Linked DNA regions of Rattus norvegicus: region 1 is linked to region 2. A link is a contact called in public Hi-C data. All regions are on one chromosome and are shown on one strand. The core of a region is the stretch at or near the end of the contact, and the rest is flanking DNA. Distances in the headings are between cores, read along the strand shown. Region 1 has its middle 180 kb from the start of Dyrk2. Region 2 has its middle 160 kb from the start of Ifng.

Region 1 (3,847 bases), core at 1,113-3,612, 120 kb before region 2:
TCCTTCCCTTCCCCTCTCCCCACACACACCCCCTCCCCGGCAGTAATAAAGTCACCCTGTCTGTGGGTAGATCTGTGGAAAGTAACAACACAGACAGCTGACCTGACTGTCGAAAGTGTCCAGGGCAAGCCTGTGGTTTGGGAGGCGTCTGTGTTTTATGTGGGCTGGAAACAGGCTGTGTATTTCCCATCTGTAGAGACGGGCGTAGCAACAATGGAAATTTATGCCTCTCGAAAGCCTGGCTACACATTAAGTCACTGAGTGCTGAACGCATTGGGTCAGGGTGGGTGATCTCTGGCCAGCCCACCTCTGCTGGCCGGGCTGTGTCTCTTATTTACTTCCAATCTCTCCTCAGAAGGAAGAAAATAAAAAAACATGTCTCATGCAATTGAACCAGATTAAGTAGTTCTGTGTACACATGTCACTGTCTTCGATTTTGATATCATGAAAACAAGTTAGGCTCAATCCTTTCTGCTGGAGTGGACCTTTCCTTCGACGCCCCGTTCCAAATACTTACCTAGCTCTCTGCCCTAAAATACATGGTGGGGGATACAGTTGGATGACTCTGGACTCCACAGTCTAATGGAGAATTAAAAAACAAAACCTGAACAAGAATAACAAATAAGACATATGGTGTGAAAGAAGTTAGTACATGATACAGTGTGGGGTGAGCCATCAGTTCTCTGAAGAGAACGTTTCTAGAAAAGAAGTAGCTTCTCATCAAACCTCACAAGACAGGAAAGTGGGTCACAAAAGACAAGGGTGGGGCTCGTAGACATGGGTACTATAAAAGAAAAACCTGAGGACAAGAGGTAAGAAAGAGAGAGAGAGAGACAGAGACAGAGAGAGAGAGAGACAGACAGAGAGAGACAGACAGAGAGACAAAGAGACAGACAAAGACAGAGACAGAGAGAAAGAGACAGAGAGAGAGACAGAGACAGAGACAGAGACACAGAGACACAGAGACACAGAGACAGAGACAGAGACAAAGAGAGACAGTGAGAGATAGAGAGAGACAAGAGAGGGAAGAGCCTGATCCACCAAGGAGAATGGAATCCTGGAGAATTGAGAATAGTCAGTCCCATTGAATCCTGTTCATGGTGAGTCCTTGGGAAAAGACAGAAATAAACAGCTCTGTTACTGGGACTAAAGAAACTCGGCTTTTGGTTTCCAAGTGTGCATGGCCTGTGTATTAACTGTGTAGTTACGCTGATGCCAGTGCACTCTGAAGTTCCCAAACATAAAAGTAGCATCTGGTGAGTGGTTCACTAGCGCTCTTCACCCACAGGACCATTGGACTGTGGGACCTCTGCTGGGGAGTGCTGTGTGCGCAGAGACCTCACAGAGGAGTGGTCAGTTATTCCTGAGAGAAGGAATAAACCTAGCACCCACGCTCATGGGTAACGCTTGTTTAAAATGAATACCTATGTGACCGAATGATGCAAGAGTGACAAGACATAGATGGTCCTGAGAGAGAAGGGAGACCTCCTCTCCCTCTCTCCCCCTTTCCCTCCCACTCCCTCTTCCTCCCCCCTCTTCCTTCTCTGCCTCCCCCTTCCTCCCCCTTCCTCTTCCTCCCCCTTCCTTTCCCTCCCCTCCCTCCTCCCTCTCTCCCTCCCCCTCTCTCCCTCTCCCTCTCTCTTTACCCCTCTCCCTTCTACTTCTATTCCTCCTTTCTCTCTCCCTCCCCACTCTCCCTACCCCTCTCCCTGCCTTCCTTCCTGAACGTTAGCTACTCGTATTTATATCCCAGTCACAATCTGGATTTAAGCTGCCCCCTTTTAGGAGTCATACATTATTGCTTGTCTTTAAGAAAAATTGATTTCTCTTCCTCCTCCTCCTCCTCCTCCTCCTCCTCCTCCTCCTCCTCCTCCTGCTCCCCCTTCTTGCTTGGTCCTAGCTGTCTTTAGTAGAATATTTAAAGGAGAGACCACGGAGCCCATGACGAAGCAAGAGATGAAGTACTGATAGAACCCTTAAGAAAAGAAGAAATCAGTGGTTCAGAGTAATGTGATTAGCATAAATTAGCTGGCCCATGGAGCACAGACGACCCCCCCCCCCAGAGACTTCCCTGCAAGAGGGCCTTTTAGAATCTCGGACTTCCCAGAAGCATGCAAATGGACAGCAGGTCTTTGGTAATGAGATGTAACACTAGTAGGCAGTATAAACGTTACACACAGACCAGACAAGTCTTAACCTTGCTCCATATCCCCCTTGAAATAAAATATATGTCACTGGGCCTCTGAGGGAAAGGTATTCTTTGCTCTCTGCTGAGTCTGCAGGAAAGAATGTTCCAGACTGTTTGCCATGTTTCCTCTGCTTCCAAAAAAAGATTAAGACTGAAGTAAGTCAGGCCAGAAATAAAAACCATGGCCTCCCTCTCCTTCTGTCAGCAGAGATTAAACAGATGATGACCAATCACTGTTCCCTGCCACATTCCCAGGACAAATGGAAAATATCTAATGCTGAAAAGGAGGGCTCTGGGCCTCCCTTCACAGGACAGACAGTGTCCACATAATAGGTTGCCTCTCAGGCACAGGAATCACAGATTGATTTAGTGTTCAAACACGTTTGTAAACTGTTGCGGGAACCCTTAGGGCCAGACAGATTCTCATATTCAGCTCCGTTTAGACCACGTCCTTTGATAAGAGCTTCCGTGTCTATGAGGGCTCATACTGCTCCTCCCTCCACCCCCACCTAAACCTAGTCAATGGGTTGCTATTCAGTGAGCAGGTTAGAGAAAGGATTTAAGGAACACTTAGAAATACTTTTTGTTAAGTTTCGGAGTCATTCAGAACATCCATGTGGAGAAATGCAAATCTCTCTCAAAAGACTCAGAAGAGATGAGCTGCTCCTAAGTGGCCTTTTGTCAAATGGATGTCTGAGGCAGGTTCTTAAAGCTCTAGAGTTTCCACTCCAGCTGTAGTTCTGGTTCCTAGATTAGCACTGAACGTGAAGTGGGACTCAGAGTCACTTATCCAGAGTGCTCCAGGGAGCCTAGACCATGTAGGAGTGTGTATCTCAGGGACATTTAGAAATACACCACTGCAGGTAGAAGCAAAGGCTGCCTTCGAGATGTCAGACTCATATCTTCTGATTGTGCCTCAGTGGTTAGGATAGTTAGTGTTTGTTAAGTCAGTATTCGATAGTGTGACTCTCTTCCCTAAAATACAGCTAGAAATGACAGCTTTGTTACTTTCTGATCTGTTACTGATCTGATCTGCTCCTTTCTGATCTCCTCCGAGGCACTCAGTGAAGGTCACAAGGTCCTTTTAGAATTCTGGGCACCTTTTTATGTCTGAGTTTTAGGAGCCGATCTGGGACAGATGCCTCCCTATAACTTCTGACTATTAAAATGTCCTTTCCGTGAGTCATATCTTCTTTTCAACTTTACTTTGGGAATTTGAGATTTATGTTTAACTGCCCTGAAACAAACATTCACAATTTAAAAATAAAGCCTCTATGCAGAGGGCAAAACTCAGTACCATAGAAGTGCATCCAAGGGTTGGAAAGGAGCCGGCTAAAGCCTTTGCAGCACCAAAAAAGACATGTCAGCACTCCGGACAGTTTTCTCAATGTAACAGTTTAGAGTTGTAAGTAACGGAAATTTACTGGGGCTGGGTTGGGCAAAACAAAGAGGATGAAGGAAATTAGACCCACATCACACAGTTCTAAAGAGCTAGCTCCAAACAGACTACACCGGGAGAAAATTCTAGAGTCAATGTCGAGCACTAGGACACTCAAAGTCGGTGGACATTTTTATCAATAGGCCCTTAACGGTGTCTGAGCTCCGCAGCTCTGGCCTTCGTATCTCCCTTCCACTTCTCAGGTTTCTGGAGACAAATTT
Region 2 (4,013 bases), core at 35-2,534:
AGGTGTGCACCACCACACCCAGCTGGATTTGAAAGATTAGAGTAAGCATGTTTAAGATAACTGAAAACAAAGACATAGCCAAATTTAGATTTTGTTTAAAAAGACCATGCAGCTGTCATATATCGTAAAGTATCTTTCTAGTTACTCAATTTTTGTCCCCCTCCATTGCTCACCTATTTGCCTTACGATGTCTACCTGCTTTTCCTACTAAAGACATCAGCTGAGATGGGAGCGTGAATCTACGAGTTAGAGCTGTCTGAAAATGCAGAAACGCGGTCAATGACTTGCCCTCCCAGCATAATGGTTAAAAAAAAAAATCCACCTAACCAATCAAAGAAGCAAAGAATACAAAGGAACATGGCAATTAATCCACTATTTAAAACAAAATAGCAAGCTCCCTAGAAAATGCTGGGGGGGGGGGGCCCTGACAGCTTAGAGCCTGGAGAGGAACCCATCTTAGAGAAAAACCACCAGAGTCTGGGGGAAAACACAAACAGAAACAATCCTGACAAGCAGGATTCTACTTAAAAGCCAAAGCAGACATTGGAAGACACAGACAAGAGAGCTCCAGTCCCTGACAGGAGTAGGTTTGCCCACATTTTGTAGTCCAGCACATTCACCCAGACATGGAGTACACCACGGACGGGCTGAGCCCCTTTCAGACTCAAGCTCTGCTGGACAGTCACCCAAAACACACAAGCTACTTGCTCCTGGGAGGTAGATTCCATAGGCATTGTGACATGGTGGTTGGGATTCTTAGGTCCAAGTAAGAGAAGGTTAAGAGAAGCCCTCCCTGCCTGAGTCAACGTCACACACAGCTCCCTTGTTGACTTTCTTTCCTGTGTCTGAATTCCCAACCTACACCTCTACATCCTCACTGGGGAGTTATTGTGAATGAAAACATACTTTGATGAATGAGATTATTCATGGAAGTACTTTTTTTCGGCATCGAAGTTAACAGTAGCAATAAGATTTGTTAAAAAAGCGCTCTCTAAATCTGCTGTAGAAGACCTTCAGACAGGATAGACTAGGGTGCTCGTTGGTTGACCGATGATGTAGACTTTTGATGATGCAAACAAACCTGAATGCTCCCGGGAGAAATGGGTGGAGAGTGTGTTGATGTTTGCTCCGAAATTTCAACTAGTCCCTGTGTTTTTAAAATTATTATTTCTGATAAAGAGAGAGGGGTTTTAGGCTTTTCCTTCTCTCCTGTCCCACCTCTATCCCACTGGCCCGTTTACTCTTTCCAACTAGCCCCATTTCCCTGTCAAACATGCTTGTGGTTTGCAATTCTCTGATGACTAAGTATGCTAGGATTTTTCCATGTGTTTATTGGCTACCTGTAATTCACCCTTTGGGAGACGTCTGTTTAATTTGCCCGTTTAGTCTTTGAGTTTGCTTGGTCGTTTTTTAGTCCTGAAACACACTAGAGAGAGGCATCCCCAGTCGGATATGTAGCTGATTCTCCTAGTCTACAACACTCAGCTTCCAAGTCTGAGTGACCCTGATTTAGTATAATATTGTCCAGTTCCATTCATTTTCCTTCTATGTTCCTAATTCCAGTTTTTTTTTTTACAGGTGAATAAAATCCCATCGCACACGGGTTACGTGTTCATTATCATACATCTCCTGATGGGCATCCAAACTGATTCCATTTTCTTGTTACTGTCAAGGAACAGCAATTAACATGGATGTACTATGGTACGGTATAGAATCCTTTGGGCATAGGCAGGCCAGAGTGGCTGGATCAGATTTTTACCCTTTTGATATCCCTACATACTCGTTTCTATAGTATCTGCACCAGTTTAAACTCCCACTCCACCAGCATAAAAAAGTTCACAACAAGTGACATAGATGAGACAAAAAGAGTCGACTATGGTTTTGATCGTATTATGCAGAAGTATGGTTTCTTTTCAACTGAAAATTGTGGTCAGAGAACTTGTTTTTGGAGCAAATAGAAGCCCAGAATAAGTAGTTAGATGACAAAGGAACACTCGATTGCTTTTGGTAAGATAAAGTTTCCAAGTCTGAGGGAATTACATCACACAATACACAAGAACAGTCAGAACTGCTCCTGTGGCAACTCAGAAGCTGGCCCGTAGGAAGGGCTTCACCTGAGGCTTGTACCGTCTCTGTCATTCAGCGGTTCAGGCTTGGTGATTGGCACTTGCACATGGGGGCTCAGCTGAGGGAACATCTTTAGGAAGTTTGCCCTGGCTCTGGGCAGGGAATACAATGTTTACCCTGAGCACATTTACCTCACTGCCCTCAGGACTCTGATCAGTAGATCCTTCCTGTCATCCATTGCGTGTGCTTCATTTCTTCCCTGTTGCATCCCCAACACAGTGGACCACAGCAAGTCCTCAGCAAGTTCTCCTCCAATCAGTAAGTCGACTGCATTGTCAGACCATCTGATCTTTCTTGTTGAAATTCTTTCCTCTCTGGACTCCAAAGTTAAAGAGTCCGAGCGTGAAGTCATCATTGTCACTAAGCGGTAGACTATTGAGAACCTGGGGAGGTTAAAAAATGTTTCATCTCATCCAAAGGTGCAGTGTGTAATATCTAAAACACCCCCACGCCACTCAAACACCAAAACAGTCACCATAGGCTTCTAATAACACAGCATTTTTACTTTGTCAGGGCATAGGCTAACGGTAATTTTTAGTACTCCTAACAGACCTTTAAAAAACAACCATCCTCTCCTATTTTGTATTTGAGAAGCTCCGAGAGGTAAAGTGTCTTATCCCCACAGATTGTGGTTGTGGGAGGTGTCAATGATCCCCAGACCTCTTCTGCCTTCTGTCTGTGCTCTTTTCATTGCTTTCTCCAGCCTAACCAACCGAGGGCCACACTGGATGACTTAAACAGAAAAAACTATCTGCTCTTGAACATTTGGAAGCTGGCAGTCCAAAACCAAGGTCGATCAACAACAGTGTGTTATTGTTCAGACTTTGAGTATAATCTGTCCTTACTTCTCTGCCTCTGCCGGTGGCCCTCAGAGATGAACGGCAGTCCACTGCAGCTTCTGCTTCTGACCACCCCTGACCCTTTTCCTGTGGGCCTGTCTTTATTTCCTGTGAGGACTCTGGTCATTTTAAATCGTGGTTTGCCCTAATGGCCTCACCTCAACCATATACATCTATAAGGACCATACTTTCATATAAGATCTCATTTGAAGGTGCTGAAGGAAAGGAATCAGCATGTTTTTAATGGACACGGTTCATCCAGAACATTCCCGTCCACTCACCCACACATGGTTCAGCTGTTTGTCTGTGGAAATAAATTCATACCATTTTATGAACCTTGAGACCACAGAGAACAAACAGTTCTGAAAAGGCACCACAGACTAGAACAATGAACCAGAGGAAGCCTGCAAGCCACATCATGTTTTATTGTCCATCACCACGTGTCAGTTAATAAAATATATTCCCTAAATCATTGCTGTGTTTATAGAGATGCTGTTGCCATGGTGAAGTTTAACAGAGGGAACACTGACTTTTAGGCACTCTACTGGGGAGACTCATGTGTGTAGCTTCTGAATTTCTAAAGATACAGTCTCACAGAAAACATCCTGTTCTTCTGGCTATTATATCACACCCCCCACCTCCTCTCACCCACCTTCCCTACCCCCCACCCCCACCCCAACTCCCCCAGCTTTCCACAATGACACTGAGTATTGGGTGCAGTAGTCTCCCTACAGATGTATCAGATGTCACTAGACTCTTCCTTGATCAGTTGTGGTTTTCTGTTACCGTCTCCATTCGTTGCAAAGACTCCTTGGTGAGGGGTGGGAACTACACTCCCCTGTAGGCGTAAGGGCAAATGCTTACAGTACACTTAGGACCTGTGCTGGTTTCATGAAGGGTCAGTTTCTGGCTCTCCTCCGAGATCCATGACTTCTCTAGCCCTGGGTAGATGACCTGAGCATGAATGTCACCTGTAGACACATTCACAAGGAAGGAGAACGCTCAAGAGGCCACAATGCTACACAGAGTTGCTGCAGGCAACTAAGG

The links. Hi-C and Micro-C count contacts between places; a contact is called where the count stands out from the background.
Region 1: a contact with region 2 is called in a Hi-C map of the A7r5 cell line, with 4 times the contacts expected there. The contact joins two enhancer-like sites. A contact is called at or near these places in 2 of 12 Hi-C or Micro-C datasets (the A7r5 cell line and psoas muscle).

Annotation. Positions count from the first base shown.
Region 1 is chr7:56,069,211-56,073,057 of GRCr8, reverse strand. No RefSeq gene overlaps it. Among named protein-coding and RNA genes, the nearest start is that of Dyrk2, 180 kb to the left of the region's middle. Within about 2 kb of position 2,362, at least 5 of the 93 cell types and tissues checked have an H3K27ac peak or open chromatin away from gene starts, as enhancers often do. A contact at or near this core is called in the A7r5 cell line, where this site is marked.
Region 2 is chr7:55,951,797-55,955,809 of GRCr8, reverse strand. No RefSeq gene overlaps it. Among named protein-coding and RNA genes, the nearest start is that of Ifng, 160 kb to the right of the region's middle. Within about 2 kb of position 1,284, at least 1 of the 93 cell types and tissues checked has an H3K27ac peak or open chromatin away from gene starts, as enhancers often do. A contact at or near this core is called in the A7r5 cell line, where this site is marked.